Linked DNA regions of Nothobranchius furzeri: region 2 is linked to region 1. A link is a contact called in public Micro-C data. All regions are on one chromosome and are shown on one strand. Each heading gives the region's core, a stretch centred on a gene start, on an enhancer-like site or on the middle of the called end of the contact. The rest is flanking DNA. Distances are from core to core; before and after follow the strand shown. Region 1 holds the start of arl4d (ADP-ribosylation factor-like 4D). Region 2 has its middle 11 kb from the start of dusp3a.

Region 1 (6,914 bases), core at 2,108-4,607:
TTTCTTGTATGGTGCCTTCAAAAAGGTGCTTCACAGTAATAATCTCACAGTAATTTATGTTACATTAACAGACTAAATAACAATGCTTCAACCTGCCCGGCAGCATCCAAAACCATTTATACATTTTTACTGATTGATATCAAATTAATTAGTCAAAATAAAGTAGGGACCTCTGAATAAATATACATTTCACAAAGACTAAAAAAAATATTGCAAAGTAAAGTACTTGTGATTTTTAAACTTTATTTTTTATTATTCAACTTTTGAAACTTATTTTGGGCCCCTGACAGCTGTGGGCCCTTAGAATCTTCCTAATCTTTCACCGCTTTACGGCGCCCCTGCTTGTGTCTGACACATGTGGCCTAGATGATATCACAGAGGTCATAAAAAACAGCTGTCTGAGATGAAAACATCATATCCATGTTTGTTTTGGGTTATTTTTCCACTCAGGTTGACGATGAACATTTCCTACTTCTCTCACACGGAGCAGCTCTCTCTGGACACCTTTGAGTATATTGACTGTGGGACCAACTCAACCACCCCGCACCCCGTAAGATGATGAAATCCAGACCAACACCACCACTTTATCACTCCAATAAATGTGATTTTATTTCCTTTATTTTGTGTCGTTTTAAATTTACCCAGTGGCTTTAATCCGTCACTACAAAGACGATGAAGTGTATGGTTTAATGAAATTTCTGTAAAATTCTGCAGTTTTGTCACTTGTTTACATTTAAGTGTAAATATGTTTGGTGGAAAATCTAGTGGTATTGTATAAAAGTGTATTTTATGTCATAATGATTTGGCTTTTTTTAAAGCTTTGTTTTGGTGTAAGAGAGTTGACCTCTGGTAGTGTTTGCACTTTAATAAACTGTGACATTGAAACTTCATGCGGCTTTGCTGGTACTGTGGTAGGGTTTTATGGAAGCCCATCAATGCCATAATGTTTATCATTTTAAAACTCAACAGTTTGAATGTTTTAAAATAACAAAATCATTTTTAGTTTCCACTCTAATGAAGATTAAATTTATAATTGTGAAATTCAAAGTCAGTGTGAGTTTCTTTTTCATAGTCACACTTCCATAGTGGTAACAGTATAGTGTTTGACAGCCTTTTATCCATTTCTTGTGGTTTTATTAGACCAATGATTTTTCACATTTTGGAGCTTGACCATTTTTTCTGATGGCGGAGACTACTTCTGGCTCAGTGGGGACCCCTGCTGATCAAATAGATGCCTGGTCAGTAGTGTTATCAGCATGAATGTTTGGCGCTGAGTTTCTATCCTTTCATGTAATCTGTACAAGACTTTTCCGTAAAAATCTAATATGTGTCTGTTTCTAAATTTCAAAAACTCAAGACTCTTTAACAAGATCAGCATGCTCCTCAAAAACCAGCTTCATCAATTCTTATACAGGATCATGTATTCTGTCTTCTGTGGGAGGATTTAAGTACTGTTGCTGCTGCTTTATTTTATATTGTTGCTCTAAAAATGTATGTTAGTGGAAAAAATACCTTTAGAATAATCCAAAAGGGTTCAAATGAAAATAACTAGACTTCTTTGGTTTCTTGAAGATGTTTCACTTCTCAATCCGAAGAGCTTTGTAAATTCTGACTGGAATATGGGAGGGTTGAGCTTTATTGTTGCTTAACAAGCAGAAACTCACTCTGAACCCCACACACACACACACACACACACACACACACACTTCCTGATAAGCCGTTAGCCTTTCTATTGGGAGGGAGTCGCGTGATTAAATGCATGAGGGTAGACCTTGGAGTAGACTGAAAATACACAAGAACTCAGGATTAGACTGAGTTGACCTATGTTTAGCCTTGACTGATTTTTTCTGTCATAATAGCAGAAATTTTGAGATTTCCAAAGGTGACGCATGAAAAGTTTGAAACTAATTACTCTTGAGCCTTTTACAAAACCTTGTTCTTTGGTCAACTGGCCACAAGGTGGAGCGAGATAACCATCTTGGCCAGGAACCCTGTATATGAGATGTTTCCACTCATTAATCTACCTGGTTACATGAAATAAAAACTGAAAACAGTGTTTCATCTTTGGGTGGTATCTTTGCCTCTTTTTCTACTATCCACTGCTACCTGATCAACCTGGGATTAGATTTTCTCTTGTGTTTACAACCTGGGAAGGTGGCTACAGACCCAAGGACCTTAAACTTCTTAGTAATCTGTAGTCAGATGCACACCAGGCTGCTGAGATGTGGTCTTCTGGCCTTCAGCTGCCTGGAGATCATCCTTTAGGCCAAGGGTTCTCAATCCTTGTCTTGGATGGCCAGTTTCCAGCATATTTTCCTTGTTTCTATGCTTCAACACACTTGATTCAGTGGTTGAGTCACCTGATCAGAAGCTCATTGGGCTCTGCTGAAGCCTGCTGGTTAAAATCGGGGCGTTGAAGCAGGGAAACATTTAAAGCGTGCTGGATACCAGCCCCCCAGGACTGAGAACTCCTGATCTAGCCTTTACCTTCTAGATGCTCCTCTGTCTCTGCTGAGATAATTCTGTCCTCGCTGTTCTGTGTCCCACTTTCCCTGTGGGACAATATTATACTGTTTAGTAGTGTGATTTCTTTTCACTCTAAAAAGGCAGGGGGACTGACGAAAAGATTGAAGACACCTATGATGCTGATTACAGGACACACCCTATCCGAGTTAGTCAATTCTGCTCCTTCATGACTGGTATCCAGCATGTTTTAGTGGTTTCTCTGCTCCACCACACTTGCTTCAGTTGTTTATTCACCTGTACAGCAGCTCACCAGGCTCTGCAGAAGCCTGTTAGTTACCTGCTGATTGAAATCAGGTGTGTTGAAGCAGAATTAAAACTAAAACGTGCTGGATACTGGCTCTCCAGGACTGGAATTGAGCACATGTCCCTGTGGGGCTTCAGTGTTGTCTCTGAGTAGCATCATTTTAGTCCAGGCCAGTGGTGTTAGTTTGTTTTTGAAAAATGTTCTGATGACCCACAAATCAAAAGCAACATATCATTTTCACAAGTTGATTTTCACTTATTAAAAAAAAAACTTGTTTTTACTGTGGTAAATTTCAAGAATTTTTTTGTTTCGTTTTCGTGCACCAAGTTTCATCTAATGTTGTCTGATTTAAAAACAAGCCCAAAAACGGAAGTTATGTGTTACAAAACAAGAATTACATGCTACAAAACAAAAGTTACAATTACAAAACATGTTACAGGTTACAGAGCTTGGTACAAGTTACATGTAGTATTGTCCCAATCCTAGTTCCATACAAAGTGGCTTTCAGACGCAGCAGGCCCTGTAGTTTCGTATATTTACCTGCAGGAGGCGCGGAGCAGCTCCCTTCAGGTGGCCGTGACGTAACTCGTGCGTAGCTCGAGCGTCTCTATAAATCCTGTCAGTCAGCCCGCTGGAGGAGATCAAGAGAGGAGCAGAACACCTTCCGTTATGGATGTTTTAATCGCTTGTGGGTGATTATTCCTCCTTACATATCAGAGGTATGAGGGCTTTTGTTGTTGTTCTGGGACGAAGGCAGCTTGGTGTTTCATTTAATGTTCGGATTCGCGTTTATTATGGAGTCGTTATGGCTTTCCAGTCCATTTCAAGCTCAGTCGAGAGAAGACGCCCAAGTTGCCTAGTTTACCAGGTAACGATCTAAACAAAACAAGCACAGGAGAAGGTAGTGAACTAAAGTGATGTATGTGAATAGTGAGAAACGTGGCACCGCGTTTTACCCCAGCTTCTCACCTCGCTGGAGGATTTCCTTCATGTATGTGAAGCCTTATCAGAAGGAATGAGTCCCTGTCCTGTGGTAGCTGTGGGCAGATGATTGATGGTATCAGGATATCAACAACAGCCGGATTATAGCTGCTGCTGCAAAAACAGCCTCCAGAGCCAGAATACATATTGCATCTGCAGCACCGATCTGCCTCAGGAAAAGCCCTTCCACCTTAACCGTCTTAAGGGGATTAGGCTGAACCTAATACTACCTCAGACTCCTGGTTCATTCTTCATTCAACTCTTCTGTGTGGCACTTAGTATTTCACATAACTAAAGCCAATCCGGGAATTGCTGATCCAGGTCAGGGTGAGAACTTCCACGCTAGTTGGGTCAAACAACACCAAGTAGTTTAAGGTGTGAATGTGAAATGACTCTTAGTTTGCAAATGAGCCTTACTGATCTTCTCATTCAGTGCTAACGGGAGTTCTCTGTGTTTTGATAAGGTGCTGGTCTTCAGAGAGAGGATTAAACCAGGAATCTGTTCCCTCGACTCCCAGTCGTTGCCTGGAATCATGGGCAATCAGCTGACTGATATGGCTCCCAACACCTCGTTCCTGCCAAACTTCCAGAATCTGCACGTGGTGGTCATTGGCCTCGATTCAGCTGGCAAGACATCCCTGCTCTACAGGCTGAAGCTTAAGGAGTTTGTCAAAACAATCCCCACCAAGGGGTTCAACATGGAGAAGATCAAAGTGTCCGTGGGAGCATCCCGGGCCATAAACTTCCAGGTGTGGGATGTGGGTGGGCAGGAGAAGCTGCGCCCTCTGTGGAAGTCATACACGAGGAGAACAGATGGGATTGTGTTTGTGGTGGACTCTACTGAGCTGGAACGCATGGAGGAGGCCAAAGTGGAGCTGCATAAGATCACCCGCACCTCAGAGAACCAGGGGGTTCCTGTTCTCATCCTGGCTAACAAGCAGGACCAAGACTCAGCCTTGTCCGTCAGCGAGGTGGAGAAGCTGCTCTCCGTACATGAACTGAGCATGTACACGCTGTACCACGTGCAGGGCTGCAGCGCCGTGGACGGTCAGGGGCTGCAGGCGGGCCTGGAAAAACTCTACGAGATGATCGTGAAGAGGAAGAAGACGGTGAAACACAATCGGAACAGAAAGAGATGAACTCTCAGCGTAACCCGAGGAGTTTTGCTCGATGTTGGGACACTTCCACGATTTAATGGTCCTCTTTTTTTTTTACGGGAGAGTGATTTGTGCCAACAATTACAAACTGCCTTGGGGTCAGCGGAAATGGATTTGCTCACAATACGGAGGCAGCATTGACGGTCTTTGCGGTGCAGTCCTGTGGCTGCACTTTGGAAGCTGAACTTAAAGATTCAAGAAGGAAATGGACAGCAGTTAGTCATCACTAAGTGCTTTCTTAGTCTTGATTTAAAGGTTTCTAACTAGATTTACTATAGAAGCACATTTATATCCTTCTAGCGAACCTTTAGAGAAGTAACACATCTACAAACACTGTTGCTAGACTGCACAGCTTTTCCCTTGAATGGCTATTTTTATTCCACATTTTCATCCCCAAATGTTTATGGAATGCTTCATAATGTTTGTGCTGAACAGAGCAGGAGATTTTATTTCATGTTCCTAATAATGTGAACTTAAACAGTGTTCAGTGGTTACAGAGAACCAATAACTTTCTTCCTGTCGTAAGCACAGTTTTCATCCCAGTGTTAGCGAGAGTTGTACATTTTTGTAAATCTGCAGACCTAACAAATGTGTACAGAATTTAACTGCTATGTTGTATTTTTAGGTATAATAAATAAGTGATTAAACACCTTTAATTCTGGAGCAGCAGTGTTTGTTGTGTCTTTAAGACATTTTTGGGTCCACAAAGACATTTCAGAACAAAAAGAGGACTTGGTTTTAGTGAAAGGACAGCATCACAGCTTTATTTCTGGAGGTTAATCTATTAGTTTTACGGCCGGTGACTCGACTGCTTCGATTCTCTGTGGCGCTGCAGTCCATGGCCTGCTGGGCACTAAAGGCCTGCACACATATGAGCTAATGATAGATATGTCCCTTAGGAGTTAACTGAAACCAAGGAGATTTCAAGAAGACTCACTCTTCTGCTGAAAGCACCCAAAGCTGTTTGCATCTACTGAGGAGGCAAATGTTAGTGATTCAGTGATTCTATTCAAAACCAACGATGACCATTCACAGTCCTTTCTATGCACGATCAGATCAGCAAACAGGGTTGTCGGGGGTGGGGGTGCTCTCCCCCTCCCCCGTGTAAGACAAAACAATCCTGCTCACGCTAAAGCAGTGGGGATTTTGTTGTTTTGGCTCTGCAGAAGTTATCCTCATTTTTTGTGCAAATTATATTTTGGACTTTTACAACCATGTTTCTGTCTAAAAGGTTATAAACAGTCTCATCCAATCGCTTCCTGAACAGCCTCTGTTAGGAAAATACAGTGCTTATCTGTAGAAAGACTGATGGGCTAAATGCTAGTCTGTATGCAGCTCCACTCTCTTAAATAAACTTTTTCCTCACTTAAATGAAATTATGTGGTTGATTAAGCATAAATATAATTAAAAGCAGCAAAATATAGCATTTCTTGTAAAAAGGGCTACAGTAAATGCCCCCCGTTTGTGATGTCACAAATAGGGTCTTTTTGAAACAATTTGTTTTAGGCACATAATTCCTAAAACCAAACACTGACAGAAAACAAATGGGTGGATTTTTTCATGTTTGGAGTGTTTTTAGATGCAGTGAAGACCCACATAGCAGCAAAAAAGTGAGTTTTGCACAATTTGTCCACCTTCACCAGATTCCCCCTTAGTCAGGAAGTGTGTCCTCACTAATAACTGGAGTGAGTGATAATCACAACAACAGGTTCAAGCAGGGTCAAACCAGTTTCCCTTTCATCTCTCACTGGTTATTTTTTATGATGGAAATTTTCATTCTTCTTGTGAGACTTTTGACTCATCCAGAATTTTAATGCTAATATAACTGATCACAAATGCTATGAGTCACCAAAAGGCCAAATTAAAGTCCATTATTGTACCACGTTGTGCTAGTATCAGTGGTGTTTGAGGATCATTAGCGATGTTGGAGTTGAGTGAAACAAGGTGGAGAAAACTAAAGTGGTGGTCATTCCAGTTTTACATGCTGGTTTGGTTTGAAACCATCT
Region 2 (6,914 bases), core at 2,274-4,773, 34 kb after region 1:
TCTCTGATTCAATTAAGACTTATTTCGTAAAACTTTTACACACAGAGGACTGAATTTTACTCTTGATATAAGTTTAATAACAAAAATAAGTGTTCCCTATAACATTACAAATACTTTAAAAAAACAATCATGTAACTGATCACTATTTATTTATCTTCATATTACCTCTTGCAATTTTATTCCTTTACCACACCACCGGCCCCCTGCCTCAGGGCCGGTGGTCTGCAGCAGCGGCCTCAGTGCTCTCCAGGTAGTGCTTGGGTGTAGGTGGGGGCCCTCGCCCTTCCTCCTCTGGCTGCTCGGTGTCTTGTCCTGGCTGCTGCCATGGTGGATCTGCTATTGTTGGGGCAGATGACTCCTTTGATGGCATATCCTTACGTACCTGACTCATCTGAGCCACAGTGTTTACTTATGTTATCAAGTGTGTGGTGTGTGCATGTGTGCAAGCAGCGTCTTGGTAAGACTGATGTGGTTTATCGTGCCTCGCTGAGGTTTATTACTAACTGTAGACCACTGACCCATCATTGTGAATTGTATTCTCTAGTGGGATAGCCTTCTTTACCCACCAGGTGGTTGGGACATAGGGACACTTTGATTTATAAGGTCATGCTTGGATTACTACTCACCTACATCTGTAACTTAACCTCACGGAGAAGTGTAACTTCTGTCAGTCTGCATGCAAATGATCAGTTGTTGCTTAGTGTTCCATTTGCTCCCACCGAACTGGGCAAAAGGGCTTGCGTTCACTCTGCTCCTTCTGCATGGACCAGGCTCAGGAAAACTGGAAAGTAACCGAGTTTATCTCCTGGAATACATTTAAATCCAGACTAAGAACCCTTGAGACAGATTCCCTGTGTTGTAACTGCCTTCTGTAATTTTCTACATAACATGAGCTGAAACTTTTGTAACTGTAACTTTTGCTGCCCCTTGGCCAGGACTCCCTTGAAAATGAGGTTTTTAATCTCAATGGGACCTTCTTGATTAAATTAAGAATAAATAAATAATAAAATGTGGGCATGTGTGTGTATGTGTGTGTCACTGGGTTGGGGGGGGGGGGGTAATTGTCAATGACGTTTGTGGGATATGTGGGGTCTTCTTTAATCTGTAAAGCACTTTGAGGTACATTTTCTGTTTGAAAAGCTCTTTATAAATGAAGTTTGATTGACTGATTGATTCTGTTTGGGTGTTTTGTCTTTCGGATGGACCAGTTTCTGTCCGAGGGAGTTGTTGGGTTTAAAGTTTACTAGGATGTTGTGATTGGAGAAAATTCTTCTAAGTTTCTCTGAGACTCCCGCCACAGTTGTCCTTTTCTTTACTATTTGCTGTTGTGGATGCTTTTCCAGACTTCTTAGTGGATTTCATAAAGACGTCCAGTTAGGGTATCTGCAGTTTTGGAGAGCTTTCTAGATGTGTTTCCCTTCCTTTTGCTTTCCTGCAGTCTTTGTGGGAATATTCTCAGCCCAATGGTGTAAAGTCGTAATTACTGACATTCTGTGCACCAGTGGGTGATGTGAGTGAAAATGGTGAATTAAGTCATATTTTGCACCCAACAAACAAATGTTCACAGGATCGTTCATGGCTGTAAATTCAAAGAGTTGGAGTACCCGGCCCAGAGGGTTACCGGGGTCCCACCCTGGAGTCAGGCCTGGGGTTGTGGCCCGTGAGCGAGCGCCTGGTGGCCGGGCCCAGCCTGAACCAGAAACATGGGCTCATCCAACTGTGGACCCACCACCCAGAGGAGGAACATGAAGGGTCCGGTGCAGTGTGGATCGGGTGGCAGACCGGGAGCCTTGGCGGTCCGATCCCCGGACAAGAAAACTACTTTTTGGGACATGGAACGTCACCTCGCTGGCGGGGAAGGAGCAAGAGCTTGTGGCAGAAGTTCATCGGTACCGGCTAGATATAGTCGGACTCACCTCGACACATAGCATTGGTTCGGGAACCCAAGTCCTTGAGAGGGGTTGGACACTCTCCTTTGCTGGAGTTGCTCCGGGTGAGAGGCGGAGGGCTGGGGTGGGCTTTTTGTTAGCCCCAAGACTCTGCCTGTGTGTTGGGGTTTACCCCGGAGGACGAGAGGGTAGCTTCCCTGCACCTTCGGGTTGAGGAACGGGTCCTGACTGTTGTTTGTGCTTATGGGCCAAATATCATTTCAGGGTACCCACCCTTTTTGGAGTCCCTGGGACGAGTGCTAGATAGTACTCCATCAGGGGACTCCATTGTCCTGCTGGGGGACTTCAATGCTCACGTGGGCAATGACAGCTTGACCTGGAGGGGTGTGATTGGGAGGAACGGCCCGCCTGATCTGAACTCGAGTGGTGTTTCATTATTGGACTTCTGTGCAAGCCGCAGTTTGGCCATAACGAACACCATGTTCGAACATAAGGATGCCCATCGGTGCACTTGGTACCAGGGCAGCCTAGCTCGCAGGTCGATGATGGACTTTGTAGTCGTACCATCTGACCTGAGAAAGACACCATCAGGTCTGAGTGTTTATCAGGGTTCCATGTAGTTGGATAAAAAAGTGCAAATGAGAGGAATCCCACTGAAGAGGCAGGTAAACTAAACATTATTTACTAAGTAAAAAAAATAACAGAACACTAGGAACAAACGGGGAACACTAGAAATAGTCTGAAGACTCCTGGAGGGCTAACAAACAAAACAGGATAATTCAATACGGGAGAATGAAACCAGGCAGCTTAAGTGCTGCGGGAAGTGAATGCTAGATAAGGAACAGGTGAGCTGAATGACTAAGAACAAGTATGCATGATTAACAGGGGAGTTGCGCGAAACAACAAAAATACTGGAACAGGCGACACAGACTGTGACCGTATTTATGTCTGTAGCAGTGGTCTGAACTTGCTGCAACCTGAAACAGGAGCAAGTCTTCTGTGTGAATACTAAATCACCAAGATAATCAGAGAGATCTACTGAAGCAGTTACAAAGCTTCTAAAATAGTTTTACAAATCTACAAAAAGGGGGGCAAGATGAACTCTAGAAGTGTAGAATGAGTAATGATGTTTTTGTGAAGATGTAATGTCTCCTGACTAAAAAATAAACTCCAAGAAATGTGTTTTATTTTCCAATTTAAGTTAAGGGTTTTCCAAATAGAGGAACAGAAGAAGTGCATTTTAAAAAGTCCAAAAACAGAAAACAGACATGCAAAGTCCCCCCAGGTTCTGATTTCTTAAAATTTGCTTAACTAGCCCATAAATATAGCCGAGTATGATCTGCGTAAACTCTTAACTTTGTTAGTGATCATTACACATTGAAAGATAATGTGTCCTTCACTTTTGGTGAGCCAGGGACAGAAAATAACTTGCTGACGGTCTGGGTGAGGCAGCTGGAATTTGCATTGGCCCTCAATCAGCCTCAAAAGAATGCCCTCTTTAGATAGACAGAATTTCAATAGACTGAGAAAAACATCAGAGGAAACTTTGGGAATGAAACCTTTCTGCCTCGACTGGAATGGGTGGGGACAGCACAGGAATGAATGTGATGTAAAACAGCAAAATAAGTTTCAGGAAATACCTCGAAGGCTGGTTGGGGGCGTGTCTGCAGGTCAAAATAGGGAGGAATAAAATAATTATACAGCCTGAGCTAGCAGCAAACAAGAGAGATGTTACTAAAACTCCTGAGTTAAATTTATCACTTTACTGAGGACATTTTCACTCATGTCTAAGAACATAATTAGGGTTAAATGTTAAAACCATATAGGTTTACAAAGAGGGTGCGTTTAAAATAAGAGGAAAGTCCTATTTTGAAACAAAACAGGAACTGCAATAAAGCATCACAAGACAATTTTCTCAAGTTATATCATGCTGCAAAGAGTAAAGGAATTGATTCATGTGGAAAACAGAAAAATCATTTTTTAATTTATGATTATAAACTGTCACTGTGAGTTTTTCATGCAGGCTGAACATAAAAATAGTCTCCTACACCTATCTCCTGCATTAGCTTCTGATAGAAAATAGACGGTGAAACATTTGAAAGCTTGACAGATCTACGTCACACTATGAATTAACATTCATGGACTCGCCCATCTTCACTCATGACGGGGAAGGCTAGCGCTCGGGAAACAGCAGAGCGCGTCTCGGCTAGTTGAAACTAACCGTTAGGATTAGCAACTTCACCACATGGCAGAACACCTTCAGGCTTGGTGGAGATATAACATCAATGTTGCAAGTCAGTGGTAGAGTTGTGTTGCTGTTGTCCAGTTAGAGGCGAGATGTCCAAACATCAGGAAATAAGACTCCAAAACTTGCCGTCTGAAGCTCAGCTGTGATGTGGGCAACCTTTAGGTCAGAGAAAAGGTGCACTGGTCAATTTTTCCCTTGAGAGTGACTTACAAGGCATTCATTCCTACTAGAGACTCTGCAAATGTACTGACTAAACAAGTCAACCACTGATTTAGAAAAAATTCCATTAAGATTAAATTACGTTGTGTCCTTCAACAGAATATTTGCAACAACGTCAAATAAAATGTGTTTCTCTAAAAAAAGTTATCCCCTAAAATCCAAACGTGGACAGACTCTCAAAGTGGAGAGGGTTCATGTGACTCACCGTCTCAGGAATGAAGCCCTTCCATACCCTTGCTGTCCAGGCTTGAGGCTGTTTGATAATCTGCCTCAGGGAGGGAGGGCGAATAGTTCAAATGGACAGGCGGTTTGTCTGTACGTTTTTTTTTTTTTTTTGCTCTAGTGCTGGGGTGAATATATCCTAGAAAGGGATGCAGTGGTTTGTTTGTGTTTGATCTGATCTATCTCAGAGCAGCTTCTAAACCAGAAACTGGAGATGCCAGAACCCTAACCAGCATTTTTCAGCCTTTTCATTAAAAGAGCTGTTGGCTAACCTTCTTAAATATCCTGGCTGTGATTTCTTGCAGTTTACATTGCCCTGCGTACTCCTTTCCTCTGAATATGACCCCAAATGGATAACCTGAGACAACACGGTGTGGTAATCAAGTCATCACTCCGTGGTTCAAATAACAGCGGGCTTAAATCTGGGCTTCACAAAGAGGCTTTTGTCGGCAAAACACAAACATGGAAGCCGTAAATCTCCGAGAAAAAGGGAGAGATCATCTCTTCAGACAGGTTGTTCTGTTTATGAGATGGTTTGTTTGAATTGGAAAGCCAGGATGAGATTTTTAGGGTTAGGAATGAGAATGTTATCAGTTTCCCCAGATGTTAGCAGGTTAGGACTCAGAGACGAGCCTGTTAGTCACTCTGAGAGGGATTCCTTTTATTTAGCGAACTGTGGAATGAAGGTAAGTGTGTAATAGAGAAGTAATCAGAAGGACTTTACCTAAAATCCATCTATGATTTATTGTGTCAATAATGAATGGATTCGGAGGGGAGTAAGACCGGAGGAGGTGTTGTTTTCTTTGCTCATCTTCAAAAAGAATTTATAAAAGAGAAAACCGCGAGAGAATAAAACATGAGAACTGCTGCCAAACGTGTTTCAAGCAAGCACGGTCAAATCTCTTTTATCTTTGCAAAACTGCAGAAGAAGAAAAGCTGTTGAAGCAAGAAGAACAACTCCTTATTTTTCCACAAGTTTATGTGTTTTCTGACCTCTGGTCAAATGGCAGGACCACACCTCTTTTCACTTTAACCTATTGAACACTTTTAATTTTTATAGATTATCTTTATATTTTATTGTTAAATTTGTTTCTTAATTGTCTGCACGGCAATTATTTTAATTGTCCATTGTTGGGCTGCTCCTAATATCCAGTTTGATGGAGTGGCGGGAGACCTCCAACAATCCCTTCTCTCTTCCTACAGCTTAGAGCTATACAATTTTAAATATGGATGCAAAAAGAAATATAGAAATACCCGATTCATCTGCAATTCATACACAAAAAGCACTAAACTGACCAAGCCAAGGATAATACTGCACTTTACAGAAATCCTCATAATGCATCAAATCAGGGCTCTCCTATCACCAGGCCAAACACCTTTGGCACCAGGCTGCATAGAAGGGACAGAAAACTCTATAAAGTCACATAAGTGTGTTTTATTTGGAAGAATTATAATAACTCATTACATGACTGTGACGATCATAGAAATGAACATAACAACATTTGTACTATAGGTGTAATAAACACATTTTATGTTGTGTATTTCATTATAACTACTTTGCATGTGGCTGGCTGTCAGAAATAGTCTGTGAAGCAAAAGTTCAACATAATGTTTTACATTTTCATCACTGTTGTAGATTTCTCTGTTTTTTTTAGTGTTATTGCTTTTAATCACAAAATTGAAAACTAATTTTGCAGTTTTTATTCACTATATTCAGCTGCATGATTTCATTGAGCTACTTAATTTTTTAACAAATAAATATTTATTTGTGTAACTAGAAAATGAGCAATGAAAGTCACCAGTGCTGAGTAAACCAAAACAAAGATTTAAGCAAAAGGGAGCAAAATTAGATCATGTGAGTACTTTTATTTTGTATCAAAAGAGGCTGCCGTTGGATTTTGGTGACTTTTCTCATTTGTGAGATTATTTAAAAAACACAGGGGCCTCAGATTTGTTACCAAGGCCAGACCAGCAAGTTTCGATGTGAAAAAGAAAACATTCATGTTATTTTGTTGACTTCTGTAGTGTGATCATGGTATGAGTCCCAGCGGCTGAACTTCTAGTTTAATCAAGGTAGAGAGGCAGATGGTTTTTATCAAACACAAACCTTTTCTTCCCCATTTTATACAAACGTCTATTGTTAGACATCCTCACACATAAGAAAAATAACCTTCTGACTCGACAAAAGCTAATGGGTAAAAGCGGACAGAACAGTGGTCACTGCACAGAAAAGGACCCCACATTGATTGAGATGCACAGACTCTGCTATGAAAGGAGCTCAGGGCTAAAGGCACCACGTGCAGATATGCATTACAATGGAGTGAGAATGTAGAGAC

What was found. A called contact is a pair of places that touch in the nucleus more often than the background predicts.
Region 2: a contact with region 1 is called in a Micro-C map of tail fin, with 12 times the contacts expected there. The contact joins the enhancer-like site here to the promoter of arl4d in region 1. A contact is called at or near these places in 2 of 2 Hi-C or Micro-C datasets (skeletal muscle and tail fin).

Annotation. Positions count from the first base shown.
Region 1 is chr16:48,512,428-48,519,341 of NfurGRZ-RIMD1, forward strand. It overlaps arl4d (ADP-ribosylation factor-like 4D), which reads left to right and starts at 3,358. Exons shown (of 2, transcript XM_015962671.3): 1 at 3,358-3,458; 2 at 4,216-5,569. The coding sequence starts at 4,285. The coding sequence ends at 4,890. tmem106a (transmembrane protein 106A) reads left to right here. Exons shown (of 8, transcript XM_015962673.3): 8 at 451-890. The coding sequence ends at 559.
Region 2 is chr16:48,546,753-48,553,666 of NfurGRZ-RIMD1, forward strand. No RefSeq gene overlaps it. Among protein-coding and RNA genes, the nearest start is that of dusp3a, 11 kb to the right of the region's middle. Within about 2 kb of position 3,524, at least 1 of the 3 cell types and tissues checked has an H3K27ac peak or open chromatin away from gene starts, as enhancers often do. A contact at or near this core is called in tail fin, where this site is marked.